Regions from separate parts of the Gossypium hirsutum genome. Here region 2 is linked to region 1. Evidence: chromatin contacts called from public Hi-C data. All regions are on one chromosome and are shown on one strand. The core of a region is the stretch at or near the end of the contact, and the rest is flanking DNA. Distances in the headings are between cores, read along the strand shown.

Region 1 (3,604 bases), core at 338-2,837:
AATTAACAATAATAATAATAACAATAATCATCCCCACTCCAAATGTTCAGATTAGCAGAACTAACTCATTTTTTGATAGGCGAGTAATCGATGGAATTACAAATGGAGTAAGCATTACAAATGTTTTTGTGGGAGAAAGTATAAAATATCTAGGGGCAAGTCGCATCTCGTTTTATCTATTATTGTATTTATCTTATGTATTAATTTTTTTAGTAATTTACTACTTTAAGTAACTGCATTGATCTGGTAGCTACGCCACCTACAGAATTTAAAGGCCCTAGAGGAGCATTTGTCATACAACTTCCTACCAAGATAACTAGAAGTTTGAACTAATAAAAACCCTATTGAACCAAAAAAGGATAAAGGCCCAGTAGAAATTGCTTGCTTTTTGAGATCCCACTATAAATTTTATCCATATAGATTCTGATTGCCAACTCATGCATACTAGATCCAAATGTAAAAATAATATTGCCATAAATCGACAAGATTTTTCTAAACCCGAACCAATAAAAAACTACTCTTGACCAACCAACTTGTCACATCCTATCCTTTGAATCATTCAGAGTTCACAACAAAATGTAAGAGTTCACTCACACAATCCAGTTCATCTCGTAACAGATATTTGGAATCATCTAAAAAGTAAATCCATTCACTATCACGACCGTTATATTTGCCTATGCATATTCCTTCAATCTCCTAGCCTTACTGTTCATTTAAGTTAATTTAAACAAGCTAATAGTGAAATGAACAAAGAAATCACTAGAAATATACCCAGAACCGGTGGGAAACTATCTCAGCTGAGGCGGAGCTAGAGCTAGTTCCCCGAATAGCAGAATCATCCGAATCCGGACCCAGAAAATTCGGGTCATCAGCACAGGTAGCTTCCGAAGAAAGCCTCAAAGCCAACGCCAACTGCAATTGATAACTCTCCTCCGTTTGCTGCGCCCAGCTTTTTCCAGAGGACGAACCCCCAATTTTCGTTCTTAAATCCACATGCTCACAGCTCCCGTCGTGACCATAAACGAACCCATCAATCTCGTTGGCGGCCGTCGTAGAAAAGGTCGGCACATAATAATCTCCCGATAAAGAGCTCTCACCAAAGCTACTTCCACTCGATTGCCGTTGAAGACTGATCGACGAAGCAAAAGTATTCCCTCCCCCGCCGCCGCCACAGATTCGATTTACTTGTAGCTGGTTCTGGTTTTGGTTCTGACTGAGACTCTGATCCCAATCAGTTAAACCTCTCTCTGATTTCACTTTGTTCTTATTACTGGTGGCTTCGCTTGAAAGTGAATCGCAATAGGGAGGCGGAGCTCCTGATATGGACACGGTGTACTGGTCGTCGGGATACTGGCTAAGGAGAGAGTAATTAGATCTTCGTCCGGGCATTTCCATTGATACTCTAAAGGAATTGATCACAAAACCCTAGAAACCCTAGGAACCGCCATTGTTGAATATTTCAAGCCTTTCTAGTTTTTTTTCCTGAACTCTTTTTACTAATTTCTTGTTTTCCCTCTTTCTAGAATTCGATTATCGGAGAGAGAAAGAAAAAAAAAGGGAAAAGATACCATTTTTATTCGGTGGCCTAATCGTTTGTTTTTTATTCTCGAATAAACTATATAATTAATCACTAAAATTTAGTAAAAATTTTAAATAATATTATTAAATTGTTTTCTTGCTTTAATCGCTTGTTGTTAATTTAATTAACTGAAATTCATTTTAATCATTCTTTATTTTTTAAAAAAAATAATAATTATTTGATAATCTCAATATAAATTTTGATTATATCTATTTTGTTGACACAATACTTATAATTGTTTATATTCTCTTCTTAACTCAATAATAAATTTCAACACATTCAAATACATGTCCTCTGGATAACAATATCCAAATCAACTAGATATTTTTTTAATTTCTTTTATTATTTTAAAAAAATTACTAAAAATTGCGTTACTTAACTATAAATAAGAAATGCAAGTTTTATTTTAAAACTCAAGTTTTTTTCTACAAAAACTCAAATAGTTTCCTATAAAAACCTACGTAATTCTTTGACAAAACTTAATCTTAATTTAGTTTTTGAAAATACAAATAAAAAATAAAAATTCATTTTTAATTGTAATACAAAATTATTGCCCGGGGCCCAAAATCATTTACACAGCCCAAATTAAATACAATCAAACCCAATAAAACTTGGGCCAATCCCAACCCAATTACAAGGCCCAATTGGCCTGAAGTCACAGAAACCCTAAGCAGCAGATCGCCGCAGCTGCTCCCGCACGTCGCCCTTGCACGTCACACACGTTGTCCCGCGCTCCAGCACGTTCTTCCTGCAGCAGACAACAAACCTCGGCCACGAACAATAGTAGAAAAATACAATGAAAATGTAAAAAGGGAGGACAGTTTTTAGAGAATGGCTTTTTTCTATTTTTTCGGCTATATAAAGCCAATTGTTTTTTTGTAAAAAGGTGACATTTTTTTATATCTAGAAAACGATTGAAAAGAAATAAAAAGCAAAGGATCGAAGGGGGATTTTTGGGGAAGGTGATTAACTTTTCTTTGTTTTGTTTTTTCGTTGCATCTTACCACTTTTCTTGTTTTTTGTCTTCTCTTCTTTCTTTCTTCCACACTAAACAAATAGAAAAGAACAGGAAGAACCATACCTGGAGGGCGTGCTTGCGAAGTTCTTCCTGGTTCTGTGCAGAGAGCAGAATGAAGGAGTAGAAGGGGTTTTGGGAGAAGCGGCGCACGCAAGAAGAGAATAGCTTAGGGTTTTTTTTTAAGTTTTAGATGGCTTTTATGCAGCATATAAAACAGCGTCGTATAAGTAACCCGAAAACCGTGTGACCCGACCCAAAACCCGATCAGATCCGCGTGTTTTAGGCACTAATGGGTTATTTATGCTTTTAATCCTCTCACGTTTTCATCATTTCAAAACCACTGATTTTTCTGTTTTCAAATTTTTCCCTGGAACATTGAATTTGTTTTATTTTGGTCCAATGCTGCGTAGCGTTTTGGGGTGTATGGATTAATTTCCCTTTTGGTCCCCATCTGTTGTGTGTGTGTTCAATTGGGGTCACGCATTTATGTTTATTTCGAATTCGCCTTTAAATTTCTGTTTTGATTACAAATTAGTCCTTCTGTTTTTACACTAATAATATTATTATTATTTTTTAAACTATTATTATAATTATTATTATCACATTTTTATTCCAAGTTTCTGTATATATACACGCATATTTTTTTAATGTATATGCATATATTTTTTAGACTTTATAAATACATGTATATATTATATACATATATGTTTATTTTATTTTCATAACTTTTATATACATATATATACATTTACATTTTATAATAAATGTGCATTTTCCATATTTTAAAATCCATGCATGTATATGTGCATTTTTTATAATATATACATATTTTTTAGAAATTATTATAAGTTTTTTTTGTTTTGTACATGTCATTCATGTTTTATATATCTGTATATTTATATATACGTATCTTAATATATGCATATACATATTTTCAGAATTTATTAATATATTGTACTTATATATATATATTGTAAACACATATACATGAATAATTTAAATTAAAG
Region 2 (3,604 bases), core at 685-3,184, 230 kb after region 1:
CATGTTATGTAAATTTTGGCTTAGTCCCTTGAACTGTTGTGAAGTTATATTAAGTGTTATATAATGTATATATATGTATTGGTGGAAAAAATATGGAAAATCTATGGTAATTGAAGACTCGCATGCTGTTAATTTAAGTATGAATACTCAAGGAAAAAATGAATTTAGGTAAAGAGATTAAGCAATTATGAAGGTCCAGAGAAGAGTTGAAATTTTCATTGATAAAAGAAATAGACAAGTATAATTGAGTAAGCCTCATATATTTTGAATCCCCTATCAAAATCATACATATGATGCAGTCGTGGTGGACTAATATTTCTTTCAAATATGGTTCCACATACATAGATAACTCGCACATAGTCGTGGTGGACTATTATTTCTTTCAAATATGGTTCCACATACATAGATAACTCGCACATAGTAATGGATTTCAAGGAAACGAACACATACTTGGCAGACTTACAAAATTAGATTCAAATCTCCAAATCAATCTGCAAACTCTCACCCAAGTGAATTCCATAATTATGTAAATGAAAAATTGTGAGAATAAGCCAGAAGACTATCATATATTTGCTAACCAGGCACGATGGTCTTTTCAAAATAGTAGATCACATGTTTGCGGACTCTTACAAACGAACATAGTGTGCATTCATATTTAAAAGATAGTTCCGATGAAATGCCCTCACAACGATAGTCTTGGCAAACTTTTCCCATGTTAGATAGTCTTTATGGACTTCCACAAGAGATAGTCTTGATGGGTTTTCCACATTAAGATAGCCTTGGTGAACTTTCCACATTAAGATCATCTTGATAGGCTTCCACATTTAAGATCGTCCTGACGGACTACCACATTTAAGATCGTCCTAATGGATTTTCACATTTAAGATTGTCCTAATAGACTTCCAGATTTACGATTGTCCTAACGGGCTTCCATATTTATAGTAATGCCATGGCCATGGACTTCCATTCATCCCATAAAGGGCTTTCATACGTCCAACACAAGGGGCTCTCAATCGTCCCATGAAGGGTTCTCATACACGGGTACGCATTGAGTCTTCGTATCATTTAATCTCCTTTCCTGGCTCAATCCAACTGAACCTCCCTCAAAGCCACATACATATCATGCATAGATATGCAAACATTCAACCAACATATATTGTCTATCATGTGACAAATAGTACGCTAATCATACCATTTACGCATCATAACCATATTTACTCATAGCCTTGTAATTTAATCTTATTAAACAACATACATTAGGCCAAACTTCTCTATCTATTCAATCATGATCAGACTCAACCAAACTATAATTGCATTCAATACCACATGCACACACAATACATCAACAATTCGCCACAAGTTGATTCCCCATAAGTAAAACACTAATTTAAACATTTTTAGTATATTAATGAAACAGGATACACCCATTTAAGATCTAAGCCCGAGAACTCACTTGGAAGTTGTCGCCAAATCCATCTTACTACGCTCCTCCCTTACTATACGAGCCTCCAGCGTGCAAGATTTCCAATTTCTAATACTTAAACCTCAATCTTTCCCCTTCATGCACAAATGTTCCTTTATATTTCTCTCTTTCATGGAAAACCAGAGAAAAGAAGTACAAAAAAATAAAAGAATTATTCTTGGAGAATAATGAGTCTGCTAAAAGCGTTTATTTACAAAAAGAACTCGCTAGATTTAAAAACTTTTCAATTAAATCCATGAATCCCCCTTACAACCCTAGACTTAACGAATCTGGGTGTGACATTTACACACACATTGCTTTAAAAAATGGATTCCATGAATGGCTACTTTTATCCTTTACATCTTGTAAAGTCCTTTGTATGCTTTTAATTAATGAGCCATGGGTGGAGGATCTCGTGGGGCCTAAAGAGATTAACACTCATAAATAGATAGTAGACTATCAGACATATCTTGGAGTAGTATAGCACAAACATCATCTGGCGGTTGCTCACAAATCGTCAGGCAAGGTCAGTATCTCTAGCCTTCTTTGCCATGAAATCAGTCGCTGAATTAGTCTTTAAGTTATTGATTATGACAAAATGTTTGTGATGGTAGCAGTTTAATTAGTCTTCTAACATAGGTCTTTAGGCTATAAATTGCCCGTGAACCATTAAAGGTAATAGAGGTTGGACAAGTGCGTATGAAGATGGTCAACGAGAGACGCATGTTTTTTTCTCTTCGTCCTGCTTCTTGGTTACCACTCATAAACTATCTTGATTAATTTAATTTTATCATATGGGCCACGTTAGTTTCAAACAGTTCTTACGAGGTGAGCTCTGTTGTAGAACCCTTAGTTGACATAGCTTCAAGTCAGTGAAGAAGAATAATTTGTTGGTCTTCTAAAATGAGTCCCATAATCATTATTAAGGAAGAGCCGAAGTGTTCAATCAAGAGCTTTTGAGGTACAAAAACATTGAGGAACTTGTGGCAATGCTTTATGTGTAGTTGGCTTGTGCAGTTCCTCAACCAAAAAACAAAGTGATTCAAGTATATATGGGCGGATTAGTCTCAATTTGTTAAAAAGGTAACAAAAGTTAATGAGTGACTAAAATCCAACAATCTATAATGTTGATGATTATTACATAATTTTTAAAAGTTGAATAATCGAAACATAATATTAACCATAATTTAGTGAACATTTCTATAATTTATTCTTAGCTTAAAGATTTTATAGCTCAACATAGTAGTTTAATTTTGTAAGAGTTAATATAATATACAACATTACCTAGAAATCAATGAAATAGGAGTTAAAAGTATTAAATAAAGTTAGAAATAAAGCGGATTCAAGTATCCCTAACCAAACTACAATATTGAATGGAGTCCATTGAATTCAAGCTACAAGTCTATATATTGTAATTATGAGGTTTTGAATATGTTTATTTGATTTCCAAAACCAGGAAACTTGAATAATAAATATGCAATTAAACAGAAGATAAATGAAGAATGGGGTGTTAGCCAGAAGCTAACAGTCACATTCCACAACCACACATTTGATGGAATTCTTTATTCTTACGAGACATTGAATATGTTGGGATTGGTCAACAAGGTGATGACCAACAACATCCTTACTTAGTCAACGATCATTGACTGCTGCAAAAATCTAAAAACCCCATGAACTCATGGTTGTGAATCATTCGAATGCTTCTCTCAATGCCTATGACTCCTGTTTAATACACATGAATAAAAACAATTATCAATTTCCAACAACTAAAAGGAAAAAAAAGTATAATTATTAACTTAGTCCTTCTGTAATGCTAAAATTTAAGAATGCAGAATCGAGCTTTAATGAATTTATACCCATGGTGAGAGCACTTGCAAAGATGACACCAGATAGGATGAACACTATAAGTGAAGCTCTCCTAAGGATTGTTATTAGTTTTCTCACGAAATACTGTCCCCAGAAACCAGCCAAAATAGATACTCCCATCAAGTACAAAGCTGAAAAATAGTTTATTTTAAAAAAAGTTGGATTTTTTTATCACGTTTATAATAAAATTCGAAGAAATGTAAAGCGATAATAACCATATGACTTACCATAGGGCATTGGGAACCTCTTAAGCAAATAGAATTCAACAACGGATAA

Evidence for each region. Hi-C and Micro-C count contacts between places; a contact is called where the count stands out from the background.
Region 2: a Hi-C map of leaf shows a contact between it and region 1, with 2.6 times the contacts expected there. The contact joins the enhancer-like site here to the promoter of LOC107922232 in region 1. A contact is called at or near these places in 4 of 34 Hi-C or Micro-C datasets (callus and leaf).

The regions. Positions count from the first base shown.
Region 1 is chrD01:33,808,599-33,812,202 of Gossypium_hirsutum_v2.1, forward strand. LOC107922232 (serine/threonine-protein kinase CTR1) reads right to left here and starts at 1,588. Exons shown (of 16, transcript XM_016852149.2): 1 at 772-1,588. The coding sequence starts at 1,395. LOC107921237 (a long non-coding RNA gene) reads right to left here and starts at 3,114. Exons shown (of 2, transcript XR_001690990.2): 1 at 2,661-3,114; 2 at 2,090-2,327.
Region 2 is chrD01:34,033,482-34,037,085 of Gossypium_hirsutum_v2.1, forward strand. It overlaps LOC107922560 (sulfite exporter TauE/SafE family protein 4), which reads right to left. Exons shown (of 11, transcript XM_016852650.2): 10 at 3,556-3,604; 11 at 2,846-3,184. The coding sequence ends at 3,102. Among protein-coding and RNA genes, the nearest start is that of LOC107922560, 4.4 kb to the right of the region's middle. Within about 2 kb of position 1,935, at least 2 of the 9 cell types and tissues checked have an H3K27ac peak or open chromatin away from gene starts, as enhancers often do. A contact at or near this core is called in leaf, where this site is marked.